3 separate regions of the Mus musculus genome follow, and regions 2 and 3 are each linked to region 1. The links are chromatin contacts, called in public promoter capture Hi-C maps. All regions are on one chromosome and are shown on one strand. Each heading gives the region's core, a stretch centred on a gene start, on an enhancer-like site or on the middle of the called end of the contact. The rest is flanking DNA. Distances are from core to core; before and after follow the strand shown.

Region 1 (3,145 bases), core at 353-2,852:
GTGTTCATCTCATTCCTTCAGTAGCAGAACTGGACAGTATTTTCATCACAAGAAGGCAGCACCCATCCCACCCCCAGCCAATCAACCCCTTACAGGAAGACAACGCACCAGCTTGGCCCCCTTCTTGCGGCCCAGGGGCAGTGCATAGTGGGACTCGTACCACTGTCGGTACGGCGTGCTGTCAATAAGCACGATGCAGTTCTTCACCAGGGTCTTGGTGCGGACAAGCTCGTTGTTGGATGCATTGTAGACAACATCAATGATCCTTGTTTTGCGAGTACAACCTGCATACAAAGAGAGATTCACAATCAGGGGCTGGGGCAGTTAATGTTTTTTTATTACTGAAATCTTTTTTTAACATTCTCTAGAAAGCACCTCTCATTGCAGGAGTTAAGAGATCAGAATATGGCAAAGAATTCTCCAACTACCTCAGGATCTTTCAGCAAGAACAAATTCAAATACTTCAACACCTACTTACACTCAGAGCCCCAGGAAAAGTTCCCCACATCCAATCTCAGGGCACGGTACTTCTTATTGCCTCCTCGAACTCGGACTGTGTGTATGCGGCGAGGGCCAATCTAGAGAACACAAGAAGGCCAGAACATGTGTCATCAAAACGAGTGGGGACTGGGAGAGGAACCCGAACCAGACGGAGGTAACAGTCAGTGTAACTATGACAAGTCCTTGCATTGGCAAGTGGTGTACAGGTGGCCAAGACGGCCATAACCACGCCTAAGGATACGTTTTCATCACCCTAGTTACCTCCAGAAAAAGCCAGACCCCCCCTAACACAGGAAGAACCCCAGTAAGGAACACACCAAGCTTGCAGCTCTCCCACTCCTAGGCTCCAGTAGACCCTAAGCTTGGAGATTAGGGTGCACAGACCCTGCACGTGGACACACTTCCATGTCCAGTCGCCAGCACCGAGAAACCTGAGCCTTACAAAGGTGATCACAGCCACTCGTGTTCCCCAGCAAACACGCTCTAGCGCAGGGGAAGGCAGCCTCTCCCAGTCGTCCTCCCCCCGACCCCCGCACGCACCTTCGTGTTGGCAGCGGGCCGTCCCAGCTCATACTTTCGCTTCTTGTGGTAGGGTTTTCGCTTACCCCCGGTCTTGCGGCGCTTGTGCCAGTTGTCCCGAGAGATGCCTGTGTGTGGGAGCGAGGACGCAAGCCTGAGCAACCGGGCCTCGCCGCCGGCCAATCAGCCCGCTCCCGAGCCCCGCGCTGCGCGGGCTGCCCGCACGCTCAGCTCTCCAAGGTTGGCTTCCCCACGACGCAGTCGGGAGTGTGCAGCATACCCAGGTGTCATCATCCGCGTGCGGCCCGGCCCGCGGCAGCCATGTTGGCCCGCTCGCAGCCCGGAGCCCCGGAGGCGGCCGCAGCGATCTCCACAGCCCTAGCCCACCGCAGGCCCTTGCCACGGCTGCCCGTGGCCCATGGTCGGGCCGAGCATGCGTCGGGAGGCAGGATGGAGACGGATGGAGCTCGCTCCCCCGCGGCCCGACCCGGCCCGCAGCAACACTCACCCATCGCTCGGCGCTGGCTGGAAAGAGGAAGCGCAAAGCTTCACGGTCCGGTTTCTAAAACTCAGCCCCGCCTTCTTTACGTCTCTTCCGGTTGCCGGGAAGGACCTGGGGCCGCGGCGAGCCTGGGACGCTGGCACAGGGGAGGGTCCTGCGGCGTGCGAACTCACGCGGACCCCGCCTCAAATCCCTTGACCTTGGGCGGTCTGGAGGGCGGGCTCCTTAAGCTGAGCTATAGGGCACACTTGCCTGCCTGTTGTGCTTACATTTTGTCCTTTAAATTTTTTTTTTTTTTTTTTTTTTTAAACCGGGCGTGGTGGCGCACGCCTTTAATCCCAGCACTCGGGAGACAGAGGCAGGCGAATTTCTGAGTTTGAGGCCAACCTGGTCTACAAAGTGAGTTCTAGGACAGCCAGGGCTATACAGAGAAACCCTTGTAAACTTGTAAAACCAAAAAAGAAAAAAGAGTAAAGGGCCCTAATTGGAAAAGTGAAGTAGTAGAAGCTCCAACGCTCTGTTCACAGGGGGACTTGACCCTGTATATGAACACACAAAATTCATGTGTATCTCTTACATGGCAGCAATTAGCAATCAAAAAGGAAATTAAAAACAGTTTTAGTTCTGGAAAGATTGGTACTGCAAACTGTGCTCAGGGTCTCTTCAAAAGCATCAAGTGCTTAGGTCGACTCACAGTTCCTGAAATTCCAATTCCAAAGTATCTGACAATCTGGTCTGGCCCAGTGGGTCAAACCTGAAATCCAGCACTGAGACAGAGAATTATCACCAGTTGAGGGCTAGCCTGAGCTAAAGAATGAGCTACTGCTCAGTGGGAGGAACAAGCGGCCGGCTGAGGAGAAACTGAGGCACTAGACACCCCTCCAAGTGAAATCAAAGCAGAGGACAGTGGGGCTCCGGCGTCAGACAAGATGAGAGCTCAGTCAGTACATTTTATTTCTTAAACTTAAACGTCGCCTTGAATGTCAGTGAACGTCTACTTTTAAAGGGACCTCTCACCTGACCGATTTCTTTTTGAATTTTAAACTTTAACTTCAAATGTTTTAAATTTTGATTCTGAGGTTTTTACTGCGTGTATCCGATTTTTTTTTTTTAAAGATTTATTTATTTAGTATATGTAAGTACACTGTAGCTGTCTTGAGACACTCCAGAAGAGGGCATCAGATTTCGTTACGGATGTTTGTGAGCCACCATGTGGTTGCTGGGATTTGAACTCCGGACCTTTGGAAGAGCAGTCGGCCCTCTTAACCACTGAGCCATCTCGCCAGCCCCCCCCCCCCCCACGATTTTACAGTTTTGAAGCGATTTTTTTGTTGTGTTTGTTTTTTTGGGGTTTTTTGTTTGTTTGTTTGTTTTGTTTTGTTTTTTTGAGACAGGGTTTCTCTGAATAGCCCTGGCTGTCCTGGAACTCACTTTGTAGACCAGGCTGGCCTCGAACTCAGAAATCTACCTGCCTCTGCCTCCCGAGTGCTGGATTAAAGGCGTGCACCACCACCGCCTGGCTTGAAGAGATTTTTAATTTTGTTTTAATATCATTTAATCATTTTAATATCATTTAAAAGTGTTCTTGAGCCAGGCCTGAAGGCACAAGCTTGTGATTTGCCT
Region 2 (2,992 bases), core at 325-2,824, about 12 Mb after region 1:
CGAGCTATTTAGAATATTTGTTAACACGACAGACAGAGCCTAGCCGAGTGTCATACAGACCCAGCAAGAGCTGGAGCTGGTGACGTGTTCACGGAAGTGTGTTTTAGCTATCTAGCATTAAACCTCTTTTCTTCTTAAGGAAAACTACCCTTCTGCCCTACACACACACACACACACACACACACACACACACACACACACACACACACAAAGTCCTGGTGTTGTCAATTCCAGCCGTCATATTTTTCTGTCCTTCTCTTTCTTGGGTTCTTGGCAGCATTTGTCACAATTGACGGCTGACCACTTCCTCTTGCAAACAAATTGTCTTGGCATCTATGACATCACACCTGCTTGATCATCTATGACATCATACCTTCTTAGGCCACTAGACCCTGTTCTTAGTTTTCATTACCGGACATTTCTTCCAATGGGCTTCGTTTGCTGTGTTGTTGTAATCTCAAAAGTTTAAAGAGTTGCGGATCTGGTTTTAAGTATTGGCCAGGAAAAAAAAATCAAACAACTTACTATGTTCACATATCTGTTCCTACATTGCACGATCCCCACCCCCATCTCCTTAAGGCATGCTAGACAAGTGAATCACTGTAAGCCTTCACTGCCATTCCTTATTAATAACAAGACACTGTTTTTATCTTTAAAGAAAGATGCATCAAGATGATTGTTTTAACCAATGAGATTCAAGCAAAACTGGGCAGAACTTCCTAAGCAGTCTTCTTAAAATAAGACATTTTTCTTCCCACCGTTTGGAATATGGCAGAATGAGGTGAGCTTAAGACAGAAGCTTGAACTGTCGATCTTCGGACATATTTTTCATGGAAAGAAAATTCTCTATCATAAGCCTCCCTCTCTCATTTCTCTAAGCCAAAATCTAATCCTGACCTGGCTTTGCTGCTGTTGAAGGTATTTGCTTTTCTCATCACCAAGCCTAAGGGTCTTTTGTTAGAGGAACTGGGGAAGGGGGACTGAAAGAAACCATTTCTAGAAGCGAAATTGTTGGGCCTCTTTCTACCAACAGTGACTAACCAGAGTACCTGAGAGATACAGCTTAGGAGTAAGTTCACTAGTTGACAGAAAACAGCAAATGCTAGAATGAAAACTCTGGACTCATTCTTGAAGATAGGGGAGCCTGCCTGTCTTATCTAGAAGTGCGGCTCACTTTGAGGATCTTCAATGAGTGACTATATTCCTTACCACTTAATGGCTAGCATCAACAGAAATGTTGGGCGGTGGATCGGCGGGAATCACTACCAGATCAACGCTCGTCTTCTTTTTACAGACGAAATGAAGGCATCCTCATTGAAAAGAAGACCCCTGACTCCTGGACAAGGAACGGAGGGTGGAGCCTGTGCAAAATATGGCTGCGCCGGACCACCTGACCGCAGAAGGCGGGGCTTCGCCGCAGCCTGCAGGCCCCGCCCTCCAGGCCCCGCCCAGCTCCTCTCGCGGGGCCGCGCGGGTTGTGAGGTGTCTGAGGCCGGCGCCTGCGCAGTTGCCCGCGGCGCGCGGGGCGGAGGCTTTATAACCACTTCGTAGCGGCTGGTCGGCTTCTGTCTCTGGGAGGACTGCCGAGGCGGTGGCGGCGGCGGCGGCGGCCGGGGCGCCGGCTGGGAGGGGGCGCTGAGGCGGGAGCTACGGCGGCGCTGGGCGCCCCTGGCTCCTCAGCCTCTGCGGGCCATGGGCTCCGAGAAGGACTCCGAGTCGCCGCGCTCCACCTCGCTCCATGCGGCCGCCCCCGACCCTAAGTGCCGCAGCGGCGGCCGGCGCCGGCGCCTCACCTTCCACAGCGTCTTCTCCGCCTCGGCCCGCGGCCGCCGCGCCCGGACCAAGCCTCAGGCCGAACCGCCGCCCCCGGCTGCGCCGCCGCCGCCGCCGCCGCCCGCTCCGGCCCCGGTTGAGGCTCAGGCCCCGCCGGTGGAAGCTCTGCCCTCCGAGCCCGCTGCCGAGGCTGAGGCGGAGGCCGTGGCTGCCGGGCCGGAGGAGGACGAGGCGGCGGAGGGCGGCGGCGCGGAGGAGGTGGAGTGCCCGCTGTGCCTGGTGCGCCTGCCGCCCGAGCGGGCCCCGCGCCTCCTCAGCTGCCCGCATCGCTCGTGCCGGGACTGCCTCCGCCACTACCTGCGCCTGGAGATCAGCGAGAGCCGCGTGCCCATCAGCTGCCCCGAGTGCAGCGAGCGGCTCAACCCACACGACATCCGTCTGCTGCTGGCCGACCCGCCGCTCATGCACAAGTACGAAGAGTTCATGCTGCGCCGGTACCTGGCCTCGGACCCCGACTGCCGCTGGTGTCCGGCCCCTGACTGCGGGTGAGCGCGGGGGCGTGGCCGCGGGGGTCGTCCCGGGTGCAACGGGTGTCACACACCTTGAGGGAGGAGAGGATGGTGCCCAGCAGGAGGTAGAGGACGGACGATCACGAGTAACCGACCCTCAGACCAGCCTTGCAACCGGTCTGATGGCACTCAGCACCCTATACCTACTTGCTTGAGGTGGCTTGAGGTGGTGGCTGAGTGCTAAGAGAAGGGAACTGTCCATTAAGTCAGAATATCCGGGTGAGCAGGGGTTTTTTTTGTTTTGTTTTGTTTTCTTTCTCTTTGCCCAGGAAGGGAGAGGTGTGTGTATGTGCGTGTTATCGTAATGATTGAGAAGGAATATTTGTTATAGGAGAGAGAATGAAAATGTCCTACTGAAGGGGCCGCGCTTCCGAGGGGTGTGTCCATATGGCTAGGGGCGCACTTAGCAGCAGCATTGCAGAAGGCGTGTTCTTCCACACAACCGCTGCTGAAAGTTGAGATGCAGATGATGAGAGAAGGCAGCTCACTAACAGCTCTAGGGGCACCCTGGGCACTGCGTGCTGTGCTAAGCCACTGGCAGGCACCTTGTGGTTCCTAACGTGCTGCCGAGGGCAAAGTCACAACAGACTTTTTGACCAGAAAAATCAATAGGGCTCAGAGGCGGTGTCTACCCAGAAGTTGATCTGGTG
Region 3 (2,886 bases), core at 191-2,690, about 12 Mb after region 1:
AGGCAGACCCCAGATTTATCTTGCTATTTATTAACCTTATAAATGACTTGAGAAATCAAATGTTTTGTTGAATAAACTGGACCCAGAATAACTTTTGAAAACGGTCAAGTTTTATATTACATGGCCAACTCCAGTCTTAAGAATGGCTATTCAACTCCATGCTGAGGGAAAAAACAAAAACAGGGCTGGAGAGCTGGCTCAGCGGCTAAGAGCATTGACTGCTCTTCCCAAGGTCCTGAGTTCAAATCCCAGCAACCACATGGTGGCTCACAACAATCTGTAATGGGACCCAATGCCCTCTTCTGGCTTCAGTGTATTCATACAAATAGAGATGACTTAAAAAAAAAAAGTAAAAGAAAAAGAAAAAAAAAAATCAAACAACAACACAACAACAGAGCATGTTTTCTTTGCAGGGTAAATTACAAAATGATCTTCTGTTTTTGACATTATTTCTAGTCGAGGAAAATAAATAGTACTCATAAGCTCTGATAATGTCCCCCCTGAGTGACTGGAGGGCAAAAAAATTAAAATATATGAACTATCAAAAATATTCAAGATTCGCGTCACCTGGTCACATCTGGAAGCCACTGGGCAGTTAAGCTGGGCCACTCCAGGGCATGGGTCATCACCAAATCATAAAGAAAAGGGGTGTTCTTCTTCCATATTTTGTACTCCTCGTTGATCACCCGTTCTTCCACTGCGTCGTCAAAGGCCGCTAAAATGTTTTTAAAAGACAAATCAAGTTAGCGAACGTAAACGGAAAGGGCACAAACCTCTCCAAGCCACCGGCGTAGCGCCCGGATTTTGACAACGAAATGGAGATTCATCTTAATCTCCCAGGTCGCGGGCACCAACGCCACTCTCGGCCGCGGCGGGCCGGAAGTCCTGGGGCCACCCCAGCCGGACACTCCGTTACTCCTTCGGGGGCCGATGGTGTCCAACCCCGAACGAAGCACGGTGGCGCGCGCCAAGTCCGCCAAACCCGGGGAGGAGACCTGCGCATCGAGCCTGGGGATGGAGAGCGGCGCCCCGAGTCTCGGCAGGCAGAGGGACCGGCAGGGAGCCTCGTAGTCGCCTAGGCCGGAGACCTGGCGTCGCCTCGCATCCGCTCCGGAGGAGCTGCTGCGCCGTTAGCCCGCCCCGCCGGGGAGCTCAGTCCTCAGGCCGGCGTCGCTGGGACGAGGCTCGCCAGAGTCGGGCCTGCTCTCCGTCTCAGGCCGCGTAACAGGCCACGACACAGCCCTACAAGCCAGCACCGTCCCTTCCGAGCCGGCCTCGGCACACTCACCTTCCTTGTCAGCCATGGCGGCAGGAGAGCCGGGAGGGGTTGGGGGATCCCGGGGTCGTGCGTTGCAGGAGGGGCGGGGAGGCTACGAGCGCTCCACTCCGCGCGCGCGGCCTCTATTGTTTCCTGCGGCCCGTGCGTAGGGGGCCGGCTCGCGTGCCTTCGCGCCAACACCGACCAATGAGAAAGCGCGGGTCTGAGGGGTGGGCGGAGCATCCGCCTCGCGGCCTATGGAGACGCTCGAGAGTCGTTTTCTCCAGAGTCCCGAGGCGCGCGCGCTCCGCCCCTTCTCTCTCCCCCACCCCCCACCACAGTCCGGAGACTTCCACGGATTGCGCGCGCGCCCCGCCTGCCGGGATGAGGCCCGTGCAGATCACGTGACATACACCCTACACGCTCATGCGCAGCCATCTTCTTAGCAGGCCGTTATGCTGACAACTCCCTCAGGGTAGCGAAAGAATTTGGAAGTGTTTCCGGGTCTGGTTAGCAACTCGGAGGGCCAGACGAGGAGAAAACGCATCACCGTTTAGACTTACAGGTGCCTAATTCAAGGTGGCGTCTTTTAACTGACTCCCTCGGTACTAATAGTGATGAGTGCAGGAAATAAGATGCTGGTCTCTAAAACATGTTATAAAAGCGGCAGGACCGAGCCTGGCAGCCCGGCAGCCCGGCAGCCGCAAGCGGGTATATCCTTCCGCGAGCTTGCAGAATGGAGTCCTGGTCCTTTTAGACCCGCTGCCAAGGGGGTGGGGTGTAGAGCGGAAGTTATGGCGCGGGGCCGAAGTCTGGCTGATGAAGGGCGGAAGTAAGAGTACCAACTCCGCAATCATGGCTCAAGAGGAGGAAGATGTTAGAGATTACAATTTGACGGAGGAACAGAAGGCGACCAAGGACAAGTATCCTCCAGTCAATCGAAAATATGAATGTGAGTAGGTGGCCCACATCTCTTGCATTCGGACAACCTGCGGCTTCCTGCTTCGCCCACTTCTTTGCCCTAAAGGTGCTCTGGCGTGATCACAGTGTGCCCCTCTTTGGACCCAATTTAGGGGGAAAGTGAAGAAAAAGATCACCTTACTAGAGAATGAAGAAACCCGAGGCCGTATCCCCTGCCCCCATCCATTCTAAAAGTCCATGTGTGCCTGAATCACACTTACCTTTGGGGATAGAGTTAAATGGTGTGGCGCTGGTCCAACATTTATCATTGTAAATTATACTTGTGCATTAGTTGTATTTTTAAGTGATTTCTGGGTTGTCCTCGAGTTTCTCCCAGTAGGGAATAGTGTGACCAGGTTAGAGTAATCAAGACATACCTTTTTCTGTGCGTGCGTGCGTGCGTACGTGTGTGTCCACAGCCCAAGATTGGATCTTATTACGTACTGCAACTTTTGCATCACGTTAAATTTTTTTGAAAGATAAAAATTTAGCCGGGGGCTGGTGAGATGACTCAGTGGGTAAGAGCACCCGACTGCTCTTCCGAAGGTCAGGAGTTCAAATCCCAGCAACCACATGGTGGCTCACAACAAGATCTGACTCCCTCTTCTGGAGTGTCTGAGGACAGCTACAGTGTATTTACATATAATAAATAAATAAATATTTAAAAA

What was found. Promoter capture Hi-C pulls out the DNA fragments that hold promoters and counts their contacts.
Region 2: a promoter capture Hi-C map of pre-B cells shows a contact between it and region 1, with 3 times the contacts expected there. The contact joins the promoter of 1700086P04Rik here to the promoter of Rps8 in region 1.
Region 3: a contact with region 1 is called in a promoter capture Hi-C map of pre-B cells, with 2.9 times the contacts expected there. The contact joins the promoter of Rbbp4 here to the promoter of Rps8 in region 1.

What each region holds. Positions count from the first base shown.
Region 1 is chr4:117,154,530-117,157,674 of GRCm38.p6, forward strand. Rps8 (ribosomal protein S8) reads right to left here and starts at 1,603. Exons shown (of 6, transcript NM_009098.2): 1 at 1,529-1,603; 2 at 1,042-1,148; 3 at 479-578; 4 at 109-284. The coding sequence starts at 1,532. Snord55 (small nucleolar RNA, C/D box 55) reads right to left here and starts at 1,319; the gene lies at 1,242-1,319. LOC115490046 (a small nucleolar RNA gene) reads right to left here and starts at 760; the gene lies at 657-760. Snord38a (small nucleolar RNA, C/D box 38A) reads right to left here and starts at 45; the gene lies at 1-45.
Region 2 is chr4:129,056,579-129,059,570 of GRCm38.p6, forward strand. 1700086P04Rik (a long non-coding RNA gene) reads right to left here and starts at 1,575. Exons shown (of 2, transcript XR_868180.3): 1 at 1,210-1,575. It overlaps Rnf19b (ring finger protein 19B), which reads left to right and starts at 1,566. Exons shown (of 9, transcript NM_029219.2): 1 at 1,566-2,318. The coding sequence starts at 1,693.
Region 3 is chr4:129,333,930-129,336,815 of GRCm38.p6, forward strand. Rbbp4 (retinoblastoma binding protein 4, chromatin remodeling factor) reads right to left here and starts at 1,441. Exons shown (of 12, transcript NM_009030.3): 1 at 1,289-1,441; 2 at 568-715. The coding sequence starts at 1,304. It overlaps Zbtb8os (zinc finger and BTB domain containing 8 opposite strand), which reads left to right and starts at 2,039. Exons shown (of 7, transcript NM_025970.4): 1 at 2,039-2,210. The coding sequence starts at 2,114.